2 separate regions of the Mus musculus genome follow, and region 2 is linked to region 1. The links are chromatin contacts, called in public promoter capture Hi-C maps. All regions are on one chromosome and are shown on one strand. Each heading gives the region's core, a stretch centred on a gene start, on an enhancer-like site or on the middle of the called end of the contact. The rest is flanking DNA. Distances are from core to core; before and after follow the strand shown.

The links. Promoter capture Hi-C pulls out the DNA fragments that hold promoters and counts their contacts.
Region 2: a promoter capture Hi-C map of second pharyngeal arch cranial neural crest shows a contact between it and region 1, with 4 times the contacts expected there. The contact joins the enhancer-like site here to the promoter of 2700069I18Rik in region 1. A contact is called at or near these places in 7 of 39 promoter capture datasets (the 3T3-L1 cell line, cranial neural crest, frontonasal cranial neural crest and 4 more), 1 of 15 datasets of contacts at CTCF or cohesin (the NIH/3T3 cell line), 3 of 115 datasets of contacts at active chromatin or transcription factors (the NIH/3T3 cell line, astrocytes and embryonic limb bud) and 2 of 9 other capture datasets (embryonic tail and embryonic trunk).

What each region holds. Positions count from the first base shown.
Region 1 is chr3:5,215,803-5,222,787 of GRCm38.p6, forward strand. It overlaps 2700069I18Rik (RIKEN cDNA 2700069I18 gene), which reads right to left and starts at 5,021. Exons shown (of 3, transcript NR_045905.2): 1 at 4,868-5,021. Zfhx4 (zinc finger homeodomain 4) reads left to right here and starts at 2,752. Exons shown (of 11, transcript NM_030708.2): 1 at 2,752-3,125.
Region 2 is chr3:7,294,236-7,300,628 of GRCm38.p6, forward strand. No RefSeq gene overlaps it. Among named protein-coding and RNA genes, the nearest start is that of Pkia, 69 kb to the right of the region's middle. Within about 2 kb of position 4,441, at least 2 of the 459 cell types and tissues checked have an H3K27ac peak or open chromatin away from gene starts, as enhancers often do. A contact at or near this core is called in second pharyngeal arch cranial neural crest, where this site is marked.

The sequences.
Region 1 (6,985 bases), core at 3,771-6,270:
GGACCTCAATCTGTTCTGCTTTTGTTTCCTTAGAATTCAATAACTGCCCTCTCTACCCAACACACACACACAGACACACACACACACACACACAGAGAGAGAGAGAGAGAGAGAGAGAGAGAGAGAGAGAGAGAGAGAGAGAGGGAGGGAGAGGGAGAGGGAGAGGGAGAGGGAGAGAGAGAGAGAGAAGAGAGCGAGGGAGCTATAGTTTGCAAGAAAGAGAGGAGGGGTAATGGTGTTGGGATCACTAGCCACAAAAATGTTTAAATAATTTTGTTGACATTTGCTGGGTTTGATATTAATGACATTAATATTATTGATAACGTTTCAGGGAGGGTAAAGCAGCAAAAGAAATAAAGAATTTGTGGATGCAATGATCATTTTCCTTGTCCACCATGGCAGAAGTAGACCCTTTCTTCACCTGAACCTGAAACAGACTTATTACTCTCAGGTGTTTTCTTCATCACCTGCATTTGCCTGCCTGCAATAGCAGGAAATGGTTTTTCCATCAGCAAGCTTGTACACTGAGCTCTTTCCAGCAAAAGGCTTGATTTTTGCTGATTTCAACTTGAAAGTTTCCCCTGCTTTCATTTCCCCTTAGTCTCGTGAAAAGTCCACCCCTTTTCTCCAGGCAGACACCTCAGATAGTTTGTTATTATTATGGCTTTATCTAGGGTGTTTTTCTGTAAACATCCTCTCCCCCCCCCAGCCCCCCCCGCCCCCGCCCCCGCCCCCAGTGTGCAACATGTTTCTTAACCCTACTAAGGTGCAATGGGAGGGTTCCTGGTGAAGTTGCTGTGTGAAGGTAGGGCGACTATAAACAAAATAACTTTAAAATCTTAGAAACTCTTTCACTGTGAACAGATTTCTTCCCAAAGATGTTGGAAATAGGAGTCTCTTGAGACAGAATTTGCTTTTCTGTTGCCATTTAGTGGCTTTGGTTTCTAAAACACGGCTTCATGTAGCCACTCCAGATTTCTAAGATGGCATTGCCTTTTCCTCTTACCAAAGACCACATCTAGGTTTTATTCTCTGCTTTGAATTTTCATTGTAAAGTTAGCTAGTTGCTGAATGCAAGCAGCTTTTCAGATATGGGCCTAGGTCTGATCTTGCAGGGAGGAGTATAATTTTATCCACACAGATGTTTTGTTCTATTTGCATTTGTCCTAGGATGTAAGGCGTATACACTGATAGGACAAGGGTATTAGACCCAGGAAGACATATTTACTGTCTCTGAACTCTCAGTGATGTGCTACAAATCTTGCTGTTGCTATAAACCTTGTTTGGTACCTTTGGTTTTTAAGGACTAAAACAAGGTTTTGAAGCAGATCCTGGCAATCCAAAACTTCAAAGGCCTGTCAGCTCAGAAGTGGCTGGTGCCTCACCTGCTCAGGAAGCTGGGCAGCACTGGTGTTTCCTGTTTGCAGCTCATTTGATTGGTTACTCTTATTTTCATTATATGATTCCAGGTTTTAAAATATTACATAGATGGTGTCTACTTATGACCTCTTGTGTAGTAGTGTATCAAGATGCAATTCATATATATATATATACAGATATATTATATATATATATATATATATATATATATATATATATATATATATCCCACATTCAGTAGGGGGTATTTAAAAGTATGTCTATTCCGAGTGTTAGTTAATTATCTTTTAATGAAAGTGTCACTCATATTCACATCTGTAATATTGGAAAGAGATAATTAGATTTTCAAATGAGAATCAGGCACCTTAAATTTTGCACCAGAAAATACCAAATATATTTCACTCTAATGAGATCTGTATTGGGGTTTTAAAATTCATCATAATGTGCTTCCAGAAAGATAACTGAACAGTCTAGAAAGATGAAAGCTTTTCTTCCATAAGTCCTTTTAAACCATTACATTCAACTTATGCGATTCTGATAAAATATTCAAGAATATTACATAAAATCTAGGCTGTACCCTAGTATCACTCTTACAACCCGAACTTACTCTCATTTGGAAGTTTACTTTGACTAAACTAACCACTTCCACCTCCCTTGTAGGTTTTCTCTAGCGTAAATGCAAGTGCAAGATATAGTTTTAAATAGAATGCCTGAGGATCCAGAGAGAAATCTCTCCTTTGAAAGAGGTTGAACTGGGTGTTGTTTGCTCACACTGACTGGCACTCTTTATTTACATACATCTGCATATTTGCTCAGGCCTTAGTATTTAGCTGTTAAAGTACTTCTGAGTGCGTAGTAGAATAAACCAACCCAGAGAAAAGCTCTTAATTACCTTGACTTGTATTTCTCCTTAAAGCTCCCTGGTAAACATATCTTTGGTGTGAGAGTAATTATTTTGCCTGGGTTTTTTTTTTTTTTGTTTTTGTTTTTGTTTTTTTTTTTTTTAATCTAGAACTCTAAAAAGGCATTTCTTAGGAATGAGTTGTGCTTTTATATTCTTCTCTTTGCTGTCTCTGTGTGAGAGTGTGTTCGTGTGTGTCTAATGAAGTTTGAGAGTTGTGCGCAGGGGCGCATGGGGTGCGAGCCCCGGAGGTCCCCATCCTCCGTCTCCTTAGTCGCCTCGTCCAGGGCTCCAGCCGCAACGCTAGGAGCCCTGGAAGTCGCGAGGCTCCCAGGCTGCTTTGAGTCCTGGCTGCGCGTCATTTGCAGTCTGGGGAATGTTGATCACCTCACTAATTACACCTCTCCCCCCTCCCTCCCCCTCTCCCTCGCTCTCCTCTCTCATTCCCAGAGTGCATATCGGGAATAGACACACAAAGACATGCGCACTCAACTTAATCAGCCATTTTTTTTAAACAGGGCTAAAACGATAATAATTAGCAGAATAAAGACATATCGGATTTTCATTTCCTTTCCTCCTTTTCCCAACCCCTTCACAAGCAAACAGCGAGACCGCGGTCGGCACATGCTTTAACTCCTCCCGGAACCCCGAGGACCGCTCCGTGCTCCCCACTTTTTGCTCCAGCGTTTTTATTTTCACCCAATAAAGTTCGAGGATTATTTTTTTATTTTTTATTCTTTTTAATGAACCCTCTCGTTTTACTTGGATGTGATCAGCTGTACGTAAAATAAAAGCAAAACAAAAAAGAGGCGAAGATCGAGTAGGAACTGCAGGGAAATGGAAAGTAAGTTTTTTCTTTAACTTTTATTGAGTAGTTTGTGTTAAATTTAGGTCGAGTATCGATTATCTTTCCAGCCTGATCTTGCACAATCTTTGATATTTCGCTCACTCTCTCTCCCTCTCCCTCTCCGCCTCTCTACCCCTAGATCGCTTGCTACCGCTCGCCCTAGCACACGTACCCTCATCCCGACCACCTCTTCCGCTCTGCCCCCCTTTTCCATCTCTTTCCCCCGTTTTTTTTTTGGCTCAAAGATTTGCTCTGCTGAGGGAGGGAGAAGGCACAGGCGGAGGGGGGATTGGGGCTGGAGGTGGGGGGGAGGCATGCTTTTCAAGATTTAACTTTTGTATTAAGTGACTTTCGGCCGAGCAGTTTTCTGTCTTTTTCTCAGTCTTTTCGGGTTCTGCTTTCCTCGGGAGCCGGAGACACTCTGGTGATCCGGCGAAGCTGTCATTTCGGCAGCGGCTCGGACATTATCTGGGGTCCTCGCTCGCTCCGCGTCCCTGCACCCCATCGAGATGATGTTTCCTCTGCACACATTCTCCGAAAGTTTGGACAGTGGTCGGTGGGGCTCGCAGCCCCCCTCTCCTCTCCTCTCCCTTGATCCTCCCCTGTACTCTTCTCGGTTTCCTTTTCATCTTCCTTTTCCCTTCTCCACCCTTTCTCAAGTTCCCGAAGGGCACTCACTGCGCGGGGCTGTGGCAGGCCAGGGCTGGTGCGCGCGAGGCGCCGGGCCCGGGAGGATGGGCGAGCGCGGGGCTTGGCTGCAGGTAGACACCGGTCTGCGGAGCGCGGCCGGCAGCGGCAGGCCCTGGCGGCTCTTGGCTGCACGGGCGCTGCGGACCTGGTAGGTCCGTTAGGAGGCGGGATCTCCCGGCCTATGTCCGCAGACCTGGGAGTGGAGGCAGCTCGCCCCGGGGTTTGGGGATTGATCGCCACACTAAGAGGACACCCGCGGCTGGAGATCAAGAGCCTTTGCTTTCTTTTTTGGTAAAGGGCAAGGGTGTGTGTGTGTGTGTGTGTGTGTGTGTGTGTGTGTGTGTGTGTGTAAAGGAGATGTGGCTGACTGTGGGAATTGATGCATTTTACACACACACACACACACACACACACACACACACACACTCACTACAGGGTTCCATGTCTGCAAATGAACTTCACCTCCTCAGCTTCAGCTGGCACCAAGCATGCCTTCTGACCTGATATGATCAGTTAGGCTACCAGGGGCTGGAGTGAGCCTGGTCTCGCTTCTTTTCCTTTTCCTTTTCCTTTTCTTTTCTTTTCTTTTCTTTTCTTTTCTTTTCTTTTCTTTTCTTTTCTTTTCTTCTCTTCTCTTCTCTTCTCTTCTCTTCTCTTCTCCTCTCCTCTCCTCTCCTCTCCTCTCCCTCCCCTCCCCTTCCCTCTTCTCTCCTTTCCTTTCCCTTCCCTTCCCTTCCCTTCCCTTCCCTTCCCTTCCCTTCCCTTCCCTTCCCTTCCCTTCCCTTCTCTTCTCTTCTCTTCTCTTCTCTTCTCTTCTCTTCTCTTCTCTTCTCTTCTCTTCTCTTCTCTTCTCTTTTTTTCCTCTCTCTCTCTTTCCCCCTCCCTCCCTCCGTCCCTTTCCATTCCTTTTGCTCTTTTCTATCAGAAAAAATAAAATAAAATTTTTCTATAATTGTATAAAAGTTCCTCAGTGATGGCCAAGTTCCGGAATGTTCCCCCATCTTGCCCCCTCTCCCAGAAGACCATGCATTGGTTATTTCTTTTGTTACCTGTGATCCAAGCGAGGGGCTCCTTGAAGCGCTGGGTCTAGGGTTCGGCCCAGATATGAGGCTCCAGAGGAGCCTTCCGCTGTGTCTCCACAGTTCCGTGCGCCGTTCTGGAGAGGTTTTAGCTACCTTTCGGTGAGACACCCTCTTTGTAGGTACCAAAGGTTCAGATCACAAACATGGACACCCCCCCCCCAAACACACACACACACACACACACACACACACACACACACTCACAGTCAACACTCACAGAACACACATTCGCCCCACTCCCCCCACCTCTAGCCCCAACCTTGCCTTCACTTTCCCCCTCCCCCAAAAAGCACACACAGAACAACATCCCCCACCAGCACCAAACAAAAACCCAAAGACAAGTTCAGTGGACGAAGATGGTGTATTGACACTGACTCAGACAGAGGCAGGTTCACCAAGAAATCTAGCGTTGGTGATTTCTGACAGTTGCATTTCCTCTCCTTGAGCACCCCCCCCCCAACCCTTTATTAACTCTGTTCCATGTTTAATCAAGGATCATGTAGATGGCAAAAGGAGAGAGAGAGAGAGAGAGACACACACACACGGGACAGAGAGAGGAGAGAGGAAGAGAGAGAGGAGACTGGAAACAGGAGGGGTTTAATTTTTTCGTTTTTTTCCCCCTTTTTCCTTTCCTTCCCTTTCCCTTTCCATTTCCCTCCCTCCCTCCCTTTCTTTCTTTCTTTCTTTCTTTCTTTCTTTCTTTCTTTCTTTCTTTCTTTCTTTCTTTCTCTTTTTATAATTTTCTTCTCCTGGATTTTCAGTGGCGTGATCCCTATACACGTGGAGTGGTTAGACCTCATATGTAGTATTATATTTTTAGTTGGGTGAATGTTTGGAAGAGTCAGGGAGAGGCTGAGGCTGCCGCTGCCTTTTCGGTTGGTGCTTAGATTAAGGCTGAGACTTGGCTGCGATTGGGACGCGACAGTGACATGGGCATCGATCGCTTCCATTGAGAGCAAAGCAAAAACACAGCCCGGGTATGTAACACTTGCTGCCATCCACACTTGCTTTACCTTGTGTTTACTGACAAAACTGACGGAGCAAGCTCAGACTTCTTTCTTCCTTCCTTCCTTCCTTCCTTTCTTCCTTTCTTCCTTTCTTCCTTTCTTTCGCTTTTTGCTATTTTCTCTTTTCTAAATGAAGAATAAAAAGAATAATGTGTATAACATTTGTTGAAAAGGATGGGTTTTAATAACGCATAAAGGAAATTTGGGGATTATTTCACTGCATCTGTTACTATTTTAGAGTTTTCCTTCTCCACTAAGAAGCACATTAAATAAATAGAAGATTTTTTTCCAAATTAAAAATAAAATAAAATAAAAAGTAAATCCTTAAGGGAATGTTTGATATTGTTCAAGGGCTGTGGTTTCAAGCAGCAGGAAGGAACACAAAAAAATAAAAGATGGCTAGCCAGCTGTTTTAACCTCTTGCACCTGGCTTCAGTGTATGGATCATAAGGGTCAAACAGTTGTTTTTAATGGTTTTAATATTTATGGCATAAACTGCAGAGAGCATCGCTGTGTGTTTATTCAATAGCTGGCTGCTCATGTATTTAAAAAGTAAACTCTTATTGGAGTGTTTTCCTTTTTTATAGCAATGGAGATAGGGTCAATGAAATATGAGGGTTGCACCATAAATCGAAAAGTGAAATGTACCCAAGGAACAAAGGAAGGTCAGGTGAACTGGCTGTGTAAGTCACAGCAGCAGCACCCACTATGGGATAAGGCAGAGACAGTAGCTCTGGATCTGGGAAGTGAAAGTTTCTAACTTAATAAAAACAAGACAACACATTCGGCTCTATTGCAGTGTTTTGCAGCTTTTGGCAGGAGTAGTGCAACTCTTCATTAATTGTGAGCTAGTTGGATTATTTTAAAGGTGCTGCAACAGCAAGGGGAAACAGAAAGGAGACTGAGAAAATTGCTGTTTAATATTGAAGAATTTACTGCTTCCATTCTGACCATGAGCCTAAATTTACACAATGAAATCTGATTATCTATAATAACAATATTAGATCCAGCATTGGATGGATGAGAATTGAGGTGGTTTTGTTGATTGCAAGGGTTTAATGTTGCATTTCAGAATCTG
Region 2 (6,393 bases), core at 3,191-5,690, 2.1 Mb after region 1:
CACACACACACACAGAGAGAGAGAGAGAGAGAGAGAGAGAGAGAGAGAGAAGAGGGTTAGCCTTGGTGCCTTCCATAATTGGTTCTGCTGTATTTTAAACATAATTCTAATTTATTCTTTGAGAAAAAGAAAAAAGAAAAAGAAATACCCCACACCCTTCCACAGATAACAAAAATGCACAAATAAGTATAAAATCATATGTAGAGAATGGAAATACATATATATTCAGGAAATTAGAAATTAAAGATGGAGAATAAAAGAAAATGAGCAAGACACTAGCTAAGCTGAGCTATAAGCAGAAAATGTGTTCCTCATATCATTCTATTTGTAGTTCTAAGAATTCTGAAATCTTAAACCCAAATGGACATGATGCCTAGTCCGGTTCCATCAAGTTCATATTGATTTATGTAGGGTTTCAATAGCCTACAGTCATGATACTCAACAGCTTCTCACTTGGAATCCTATACATTGTTCACATTTTCATATTGAGTTCAATCCTTCTATACCCGTCTCTGATTAATTTGGACCCAGCTTGTTCTAACTTTATTTATTTATTTATTTATTTATTCATTTATTTATTCATTCATTCATTCATTCATTCACTTATTTACTTATTAGTATCTATTACTTTCCCATCACTGAAAACCCTGTTGCTGATTAAAAATTGAGTTCTAAAGGGAAAGATGTATTTGAGCTGAAGGTTTCAGAAGTCGATGTTCTCTTGGTTCCTTTGCTCTGGGTGTGTGGAGATGGAGGACTTTACCGTAAGGAGCATATAGCATAGCAATGCTTTTAATTTGCTGCTGGCCAAAAAGCCGAGGACAGATTGCCCCAGAGGCCCTGAGTAGTGGTAGAACTTACTCCAACTGTCTTCACCCTCTTTGAATTCAATGTCATCCCAGTGATGCCATCAACTTAAGGAAAAGTCTTGAATACATGCACTGTGCAAAGATAATTAAGATCTATTAAGATCCGATAATATACTAAATATCTATGATTGTTCAAAAATGCTTTTAAAGGCTTAGCCAACTTACTTTAAAAAAACTAGCCACTGAGTTTCTATATTAAATGTATCTTAGTAGCATGAATAGTCTCTTCATGATTATAAAAGATTCATTTGATTCCTGAGAAATGATTCTGTACTGTAGGGTTTTGAGTTATGACCCAAAGACACAAATGATGCCTCTAGTAGAATATTGGTAGCAAGTAATCTTTCTGTGCAGTCTTTGCAGTATAATATTGGGCATAAATGCTATGAGTGAGCTCATACCTTTAGGGGAAATCCTTTTGATTTTACCATTGAGTATGCTGATAACTATATACTTGTCACATGGCAATTATTATGTGAATTCTCCAATTAATTAATTACAACACAAATTGAATTGCAATTAAAAATTAGCATACAAATGTAAATAAAATTTCATAATGGTATATAACATTTTAATGTGCTTTTGAACTCAATTTACTGCGATGTTAATAATAAAATCAAATCAAAGACGCAGAAATAAACCCACATTCATATGAGCCCTTGATATTTGATAATGAAACCAAACCTATACAATGGAAAAAAGAAAGCATCTTCAACAAATGGTGCTGCTCTAATAATCCAAATAGATCCATATTTATCACCCTGCATAAAACTCGAGTCCAAGTGGTTCAAAGGCCTCAAAATAAAACTTGATACACTAATCTCATAGAGGAGAAAGTTGGAAATATCCTTGAATTCATAAGAGAAAACTTCCTGAAAGAACACCAATAGCTCAGGCTAAGATCAACAATTGATAAATGGGACTTCATGAAACTGCAGAGCTTCTGTAAGACAAAGGACACTGTCAATAGGACAAAACAGCAACCTACAGAGTGGGAAAAGATCTTCATTAACCCTACATTCAATAGAGGGCTAATATCCAAAATATATAAAGAGCTCAAGAAGTTAGACTCAAAAAAAAAAGAACCCAATTTAAAAATGGGATACAGAGTTAAACAGATAATTCTCAACAGAGGAATCTTGGATGGCCAAGAAGCACTTAAAGAACTGTTCAAAGTCCTTACTCATCAGGAAAATGCAAATCAAAACAACTCTGAGGTTCCATATTATACCCATCAGAATGGCTAAGGTTAAAATCTCAAGAAAGCACATGCTGGCAAGGATGTGAAGCAAGGACAATACTCTTTCCTCACTGCTGGGAGTGAAAATGTGTACAACACTTTGGGAATCAATTTGGTGGTTTCTCAGAAAACTGAGACTAGTTCTGCCTCAAGACCCAGCTATACCACTCCTGGGTATATATCCAAGTTTCTAATAATGTATTAATTTCCTCAGCTTATCTGATTAATTTTACATATTTGTTTGTTGTAATCTTGTATGATCTTTCTATCTCTGAGATATAAATTGCGATATCTCCATCTCCATTTTATTTCTGATTTTGGCTTCTCTCATTATTATAGTCTATGTAAGGTCTTGTCAACCTTATATTTTCAAAACAGCAACTAGTAGCATCCTTGATTATTCCTATATAGTCGTCCTGATCTACATTAAGCTCCTGTGAATTTTTATAATTAATTTATTACAAATGTAGGCTTGATTTGTTAGTATTTTTCTGTTCCTGTGTGATACAAAGCCAGTCATAATGTGATGATTTTATTTCCTGTTTGTGTAGGTGTGCAACACCATAGCCATCTTCTCTCAGTTCCAGTTGTATGTGTGGAGATTATGTTTGTATTCAACCTCAATTCACTTTTAACTTTCCTCATTTTTAGGTACAATTTTGTTATTTTAAATATAATTGTGACCATTTATTTTCTTTCTGTTATCAATTTCAAGATTCATATCATTGTAGTGTTGTGATAGACTTAATCTTTCAGTATTTTTGAATTGCTTTTGTTTTGTGTGTGTAACTATTTCCCTAGAATGAATAATTTACCTTAGAATATTCTATGTATACAAACTTGATGTATATTCTGACTATCCCTCTTCTCTTAGCTTGGTGTGTTCATATCATTAGTATACTTGGTGTGTAGTGATGTTGAATCTGGTGATGTCTGTACGTTTTCTGCTTGGATGAACTATCCATTTAAAAAGAAAAAACAGAGCACTGACATTCTCTCAAATTATTCTATTGCTACTTCTCTCCTCAAATCTATTGTCATTTGCTTCATACATCTATGAGCTCTGGTGTGGGGAACACATACATATTGGTTTGCTCATATGCTCTTAATTTTCCCCTTTATATTATAACATAAGAAGAACCTCTTTATCTCTTATCACAGTTTTTACCTACAGCCTATGTTATCTGATATGACACTCTTAAATCTACTCCATTTTCTTCAGCATTTACCTTTACCATTTCTTCACCCCTACCCTTGTATGTTTCTTAAGATAAAATGAGCCTCTTTTAGGCAGCACGTAGTGGAATCTATTTGGTCTACTTTGTGTGAATTATTTACATGAACGTAATTATTAACAAATATGCTCTGCTTTTAACATTTTCTTGATTGTTTTGTCTTGTGCTGCTCTCTTTTTGACTGATAATTTATAAAATGTGCTTTTTGTGTATACAGGCTACTCATTTTGCTTTCAGTGGTCTTATATAAAGCCTCTCAAGTGAAAATATCTATATTAAGCTGACAATAACTGAAAATCAACTATACATGAAACTTTGCCTTTAAGTTTTCCTCATACTATATTTTTGTCTCTTGATGTCACAGTTTACCTATTTTATATTGTGCTTTTGTGAATAGATGATTTATGCATAGGTATTTTTATGACTTTGTCATAACATTATGTTTTGTTTATATTTATATTATTCCTGATCTTAACAGTACATTCGAGAGAGTAGAAATTTTACTCCAGGCAGTGGGATTTTCATTAAAATGATCTCTAGAATACCCAAAAAATACTAACAGCACTTCTTAAAGGATACTCTTTTCTGTTTCTACACAGTTTCTGTACCTCATTCATGATTACTTCATGTCTTCATGGGTAACAACTAGTAGGGTGTCTTCTACAAAATAAACTTTCAAAGGTAAATAAATATTAAATAAGGAACATAGAAAACACAAAGTCAAAGTCCATAATTCTAAGATTATTTTCCCTATGAATAGAGAATGGAAAAATAATTTGGGAAACCAATTTATCTTCCTTAAAATGAATACCAGAGTGTTCCATGACTTTAATCCTGATAGTTTACATTATTTTACAGTGAACACTCAACAACACAAAACAAAAACCCTAATGGGCACCGTATTGTTCATAGAGAAACTGAAAGAAAGAAATGTGAGGATTAATGTCCTTAATCTTCATTTCTGACAGGCACTGTTCACGTTTGGATTGTCTGGTCAACATTTGGGTTCGATTCCTAGTTTCCAAATCATGGTGTTCTAAGCCAGTTCCCTGGGAGCTTAGGGGCAACTTTTCCACAGGTTTTCTCAATTAGAGATGCATCTCGTTCTTTGCTCACATCACCCACATCTGCTCATAAGAAATGAGTAATGGGATGCACATGTGCTGACTTGCAATCCATTTCAGCCTTTGCAGGTGCAAATGCAAGTTTTAAGGTGCAAAATGGAGCCACAAACTTTGCAGGCTGTCCAGCTGAATCTCTGGGCCTTAGTCACATCTAAGTAACTCTTTAGTACAACAATCACATGATGTTTTTCATGTGCCACAAATGTAGATTGAACTGGTGCATATTAGCAAATGAGACATTATTTACAGACAATAAAATATAACTGATTTTCTTCATATCGGCTATTTGCTAAAGCAGTAGTCTCATATAGTAATACAAACATTTTGTTAGTGATTTTCAAAAGAACTTTTACCAAACAAGATAGAAAATAAGATACTTTCATCTGTTTAAATAATCAGTTTAGAGAATCTGTTCTGATACTTCTACCATAAACAGGATATAGTCTTGCAGCTATACTATATTTCAAGCTGAAAAGCTAAGTTAATGCTTGATTACAAGGACTAATAAGAGTCCCATATGGTGCAATAATCTATTTCTTATTTTTGATTTGAGTATACATACATTAGAGGGCCCCTTTTCAACAGTGCATTCTTAATTTCATTTATATTTATACACATTAATAATGATTAGGTTACTATATCCGTTTTCACTAGTCAAGGTAAGTGTGTGCAAGTGTCCTATGTTGGTTAAGTTGCTAGTGGTCCTGAAGTTCTGGGTTGCTGGATTTTGAGCTTTGTTTCCATGGAGACACATCTCCCCAATCACTTCTTCCATGAAGTCAATTAAACACAATAGTCTCTTTGTCTTCTGATGCCTAACTGTGTTTCAATTTTATTTTCTTGCAAAGGAAAAATACTTTTTTCTCTACTCTGATAGAAAAGAATACAGAGCTGACTGGTTGGCTATCTATGGAAACCTGGTTGTACCAAACAATGCAACACCCACATTACAGAGTAATGCACTTGATTTCATTTTACAAAACAATAAGGAAAGTTACCCCATTATGGAGATGTATTATATTCAAAGTAATAGAAATGAATATAGCTTTAGGTGAGAATTCATAACTAAAAATGAGAGTTGTCCAGCAAGTCTTATTTGAAGATTATTGAGTGATGATGGGGGGGGGGTGTTCCAAAGCCAAAGAAAGGGATTAAGAAGGTTATTTCTTTTTATGTTTCATGTTTGAATATGTTCATCTCTTCTCATCAAGCCCAAGAAGAAAGAAGTACATGCTAAGCCTTCTTTACACTTTCCTCCTGTTATAATACCTCATGCCCAGCCTTCCTTGTTCTGATTTCCCAAATCCTGCCCATTTTTCAAAGTGCAGTTCAAATCCTGCTTTCTTGTAAAACATTCTTTGACCGTTTCATCTGGAAACAATCTTTCCTTCTTTAAACTTCCACAAGCCTGATTTTCCATACCACTCATTTACTATATATTATTTACTGTCCAGTAGATGTAATGGTTTCAGAAATGTTGAAGCCGTAGTAGAGATTTTTTTATTACTTTGTACACAAAAGAAATTTCTATTTTTGAAGTAAAATAGGCCTATGATTTTTTATTATCCTTTATGGATTCCAAATCTAGTTTGTTAGATTGCACACTACATCATTATAGCAAAATGAAACTCTGAGGTAATGCTTACTGTAGGCCAGATATTCTTTTGAAGGCACTGAATTAAGTAAATGCCTAAATACTTTATACATGTTATGTTTTTAATAATAGAGGTTTCATATATGCATGTATATGTGTGCATTTTTAAGCATCCATATATTTATAGATGTAGATATATGTATGTATTGTGTATACACACATATATTTAACTGTAAATAAACTTACTTGATGAATTTAATTAAATAATACTTATTGAGACATTTAATATAAACATATATGAACTGCTAATAATTATATATATTAATGAAAA